2 separate regions of the Mus musculus genome follow, and region 2 is linked to region 1. A link is a contact called in public Hi-C data. All regions are on one chromosome and are shown on one strand. Each heading gives the region's core, a stretch centred on a gene start, on an enhancer-like site or on the middle of the called end of the contact. The rest is flanking DNA. Distances are from core to core; before and after follow the strand shown.

Evidence for each region. Hi-C and Micro-C count contacts between places; a contact is called where the count stands out from the background.
Region 2: a Hi-C map of group 2 innate lymphoid cells shows a contact between it and region 1, with 1.9 times the contacts expected there. The contact joins two enhancer-like sites. A contact is called at or near these places in 8 of 39 promoter capture datasets (the 3T3-L1 cell line, 3T3-L1-derived adipocytes, the C10 cell line and 4 more), 5 of 484 Hi-C or Micro-C datasets (cerebellum, cerebral cortex, double positive thymocytes and 2 more) and 1 of 9 other capture datasets (liver).

The regions. Positions count from the first base shown.
Region 1 is chr6:8,282,150-8,284,720 of GRCm38.p6, reverse strand. The region is part of intron 2 of Umad1 (UMAP1-MVP12 associated (UMA) domain containing 1); the gene reads right to left. Among named protein-coding and RNA genes, the nearest start is that of Umad1, 24 kb to the right of the region's middle. Within about 2 kb of position 1,275, at least 2 of the 459 cell types and tissues checked have an H3K27ac peak or open chromatin away from gene starts, as enhancers often do. A contact at or near this core is called in group 2 innate lymphoid cells, where this site is marked.
Region 2 is chr6:8,372,774-8,375,344 of GRCm38.p6, reverse strand. Umad1 (UMAP1-MVP12 associated (UMA) domain containing 1) reads right to left here. Exons shown (of 4, transcript NM_001302354.1): 3 at 1,378-1,439. Among named protein-coding and RNA genes, the nearest start is that of Gm46952, 28 kb to the right of the region's middle. Within about 2 kb of position 1,299, at least 18 of the 459 cell types and tissues checked have an H3K27ac peak or open chromatin away from gene starts, as enhancers often do. A contact at or near this core is called in group 2 innate lymphoid cells, where this site is marked.

The sequences.
Region 1 (2,571 bases), core at 26-2,525:
GTTTGACTCCTGGCTTCCAAGTGCACACATGTGCACACATACTCATACCCAGGCACCTACAAATACACATCAGTGCACACATCAAAACACACATGCACACATACACATGTTTTACACTAATAACAATTTAAAATAATAAAATGAAGAAAGAGGTGTCATTCTTCAGTTGAAAAAAGATCTTTTTAATAATTGACATTTTAAGGTAGCATATGATTTCAACTTAACCAAACAGTCAACACAAAATCCACTGCAGAGGAAAAATTCATATGTACTAAACAAATTTCTAGTAATATAATTAAAGACTTCAAACAAACAAACAACAACAATAAAAACACTTCAAGGCAGGTGAGGTGGCTCAGTAAGCAAGTGTTTGCCTGGCAGACTGATGACCTGAGTCCTGGGACCCCTGTGAAAGCTGAAAGCAGCAGAGTGTACCTGTGCTCCCAGAACTCCTGCTGTGCGATGGAAGTGGGGAAAGAACTGCCAGGAAGTTTGTGGACAAGCTAACCTGGAGTATGCAGCCTGACTCCCTAAGAAGACCAAAGATGAAACAGACTTTCCTAAAAGGTGTCTTCAAACTAACATCCATGTGCCCCCTGTACTGACAGATGTACACACCACAAATGTGTGTATGCATTCACATGATAATATCAAGACAAACAAATTCAAAAAACATTAAGTTTAAAATTTCAGAGAAATGCCTTGTAGATTAATTTAAAAAGGGGAATATAAAACAATATTGCTAGTACCAAAATTGCTAAATCATTGAAATTATAATAAAAATGATCACAAAATAAATGGCATATGCTTATATAACCCATTGAAAATATAGAAAATATTATCAAATATTGACCTTAATGTTTAAGATTGTAAGTGCTGGCTTCATGAAGCAACTTTGGGAATAAGTCCTGTCAACGTCCATGAAAACACTGAAACCAATAAAATACTAGCTAGTTTCTCCAAGACATTTCTTTACCCTTGGAAATACTTTATTAAATTATTATAGAACAAGGGAAAGGTTGAGATTTTTCCATATTATAGCTTACAGTTATCAGATAAGATTCATAAATATTGTTGTAAATATCTTAGAGAATTAAAAGCCTTTATAGAGAATCTGTAAGATATATAATTTCAATAGTAATACATAAAAATTAAATCACCTGGAGTCGTGTGATTTGTGATTCAATGATTTCCCTTCAGGAGCCAGATTAGACATATAAATACATGTGACAAAACCACACTAACTATATTATCTTTATAAGCTACAGTTTCCTGTTTCAAAGATAAATAACTGAAAGTGAAATTAGTGAGACAAAGAAAACCTACTCTGCTAAAGTCTAGGCATATTGTTCCATCAAGCCTGCAAATCTGAATTCCCATCACACGGCAGCAGCAGCAGCAGCGCGAACACAGGATCTTATCCAGCCACCTGCTTTTCCTGTCTGTCACTCAGGCCAGCTCCTCTCTCCTAAGGTAGCTTTCTTTTTCTGCTATCCTGCTCTGGAGAATACAAAACAACAACAATAACAATACAACATATAATTCCTAATGCCTCAGCTATATCCCCTAATTTTATCTCTAGTTCTATGCAAGTCACTTTTCTTTGGGGTCTAGACGTATTTCCCCATTAACAACTATGACCAATGTTGCCTTCTTTACTTGCTGACCGACTGCTTTTCAGAGACTAAAGGTGGTAGCTTAGTCTATTTTATGTATGTATTATGTTTAATATAAGATCTATTTTATGCTAGTATGCTTTAACAGATTACTGGTGACCAGGTAGTTTACAAAGAATGGGGATTTACTTCTTATGATTATGGAGACCAGAAAGGCTCAGGCTGACAAGCTGACATATACTATGACATATACTATGACATATACTATGACATATACTATGGACAATTTGATACACTATCCATAGCAAAGAGATGAAAAAGGAATGCCAGGGAGAAAAATTCATCATCTGATAGATATGGCAGTGTATTTTACATAACTAAACACCTGAGGCCAGGTAGTTTATGAAAAAGAAAAACTAGGTGTACCGATCTTACCATTTCAGAAGGTCAAAGTCTTAGACGGGGGTGTGCAATCAATTTGGTTTATAACAAGGACCTCTGTACCACAGTATGTTGGAACATTTTATAGTAATAGTTCATGTGAAAGCAGTCACAAGAACATGTGGCAGAGAGAGAAGATACATGGTGGCAGAAGGAAACAAGAAAGCAGATGAAGTCAAATTTTCTTTATGATAATCTGTTCTCACAGTAAATAACATGGTCTTAGAGCAAACACCTTGAAAGGTAGGCATTAATCCTCTCTGGAGAAAGTGCCTTGACCAATCAATCTCCTTCATTAGGCCTCTTAAAGATTCACTAGCTCTCAGTAAAAATCTGTCTTATTCTTGGAATCAAGCCATTCTCAGCACACAGATCTTTAAAATATGTCCAATCTGGGGGCTGGAAAGATGGCTCAGTAGTTAGGGCACTGGTTGCTCTTCAGAGGACCCAGTTCAATATCCAGCACCCGCACTGCAGGTCCCAGCTGTCTGTAACTCCAGTGCCAGGAGACCTG
Region 2 (2,571 bases), core at 50-2,549, 91 kb before region 1:
ATAGCATTAAGAGATGTGGCTTTGGGGAGATAATTAGGTCGTGAGGGTGGAACCTTCATAAGGTGGACTGTTTCCTTTAATAAGGGGTGACGGTCAAAGCTCCATGTGATGACACAAGAAGGAACCACCCATGAACTAAAAAAGCAGGCTCTCTTATCTGATAGCAAAGTTGCTAGCACCTTGATGTTGGGGTTCCCAGTTCTGGAACTTAAAATGACTTCCTACTGTCTGTAAGCCAGTATACAGTATGGCGCTTTGTAACAGTAACCTGATAAAGACACTAAGCAATTAGAACTTACAAAGTCATGGTGGCTACTTCCTGAGCCTCCAGCAGAGCAGTGCTTTATTCTGATCACAGGGGGTCACATGGTCAACACTGAGCAGTGCTTTATTCCAATCACAGGGGGTCACATGGTCAACACTGAGCTCTCGCTCTGTGCTTGAAGTGAAGTGAAATTGAAGAGATCACGTGCTTGGTGCACAAGGTAGATAGTTTCTTTCTTGCATCCATTTCTTTCATCATTATCTACCCAGTTCTTTGTACTGTGTCTTAGGTATAGTCACGGTTTAGTAAATATTTGTGGAATGAATGAATGAAAGAATAAATGCAGGTAAGTAAAAAAATAAAATGATTTTTCTTCCTATTCATCAGTTTAAGTAAGTTTTCCCTTGATTATAAAACATTTGCTTAGTGAAAATTATTAAAAATCCCTTAAAATAAAGGCAACTTTCTACTTGTAGCTCATTATTAATTAATGAATTGTAATGAATGTATTCATTTGACAGTCTTCTTGGGCACACACTCTGGATCCTGTGCTGAGACAGACAGGGCAGACCCTGACCTCACTGATGCACGTGCTTTCGTGCTGCAGGAAGACGTGCGAATGAGTCACTGTGCAGAAAGCTGCACAATCACGCCGATCTCTTCCACCTAAGTAGTAAACTAATGCCCAACATTCCCCTAAGCCTTAAAGATAATTACTTCAGTGATTAGATACTATTAATACATTGTGCATAGAGAACCCTAACATACTAACATTCCCTCCAGGATAAAACAACTTTTTTACGGAAAAAGAAGACATAAACTGTTTTTCTCCAGAATAGTCGAGAAATATTGTCTGACAATAGAATTCTCAAAATTCTCTCAAAAATAGACTGCTCTAACTCAAGAACTCTACTTTTCTCTCTTACCCCCTCCTCTTTCATTTCTTGACCCAGAAACCCCACAAGAGCTGGGCAGCCTCTCCCAGCAGCTAGCTCAGCGCTGCTCTCACTGACCCCCGGCTTCTCCGTGTGAGTTGTTGCTGTGAATCAGCCAGAGACTCTGCACGCAGAGCCATCGGTTGCATCCCGGGATTCCCGCTGCCTTTTCCTTACCTCCAAAGCCTGGCTGCCTTCTGCTTCAGAAGTTTTACATCTCACTTCATTTGCTGTAGCTCCTATAAGACAGAGGAGAACTCTTCTGTTATAAGGACAATTTTCTTGGGTTTGTTTGCAGTGTTTTTTGGTACTGTACGCTTCATGCTATGGAAGCAACCACTATTTCCTTTGTTACAGAGTAAACAAATTAATTTTAAGGAGAAAGAAAATATATTTTTTCACGGATATCATGAATCATTCCATAAACACACACTAAAATGTATCCTGCTTTACACAGGTTTACACTGAAAAAAGAACATCAATTTGAATTGTGTTTATCAAGTCATGTTTTAATTAAGAAAGCTATGACTTAAAGACACGCAAACTATTTTAAAATGCAAATTTCCTTATGACATGAGTAATTGTCCTCTAAACTTGTTTTCATAAAATTAATCCTTATGACTTTTATTTTCTTCTTTTGTTCCTATGGATAAAAGTAGATATGCATATTTCTGTGTGACAGTAAACCCAATAGAAGACAATCTTCACAGCAGGAAAGAACATGAGCAAACACATAAAGAGCCTTCAGTTAGTAACACGAGTTCTAAGTCTGGTGCCTCTGCAGATTCCATTGCTAAATTAACTTGGAGCAGGCTGACTTACACGACACAGAATAGATCCACAGTTGAGCAAGTATAATCATAACAAGTTATTAATGGCCTGCCTTAGTTTGCTAATTACTAATAATTGGGAATTGGCACATGGTCAGTACATACCCAATTAGCCTACTTCTCTGAAGCATAATCAGAAACTAATTTAGTAATTTGTAAATTGTTCTTGCCATACAATTAGGTCAATTTAAGAATGTCCAGAACAGTGAGCTGACTGAAATCACAGGTAAGGACTGTGCAGATGATAAGGAGAGTAATGAACATCAAGTCGAGATGGAGCACGGAAAGCTTCCTGAGGTAAACTTTTCCTTAGGAAAGACAAAAGCTTAGTTCATCAGGGATGACAATTAAGGAAAAGGCTATAAAGCTATATAACTAAACAAACCTTGTTATATCTGAAAACCACAGACAATTAAATTTTCTGATGGTAGGTACTGTCTCCCATGTGTTTCAATAAAGAGTAATCAATGACATTCTAGTCTATCAGGTCTGTTTCCATTTGTATATAATATAACTTAGCGACAAAGCAGACATCCAATCT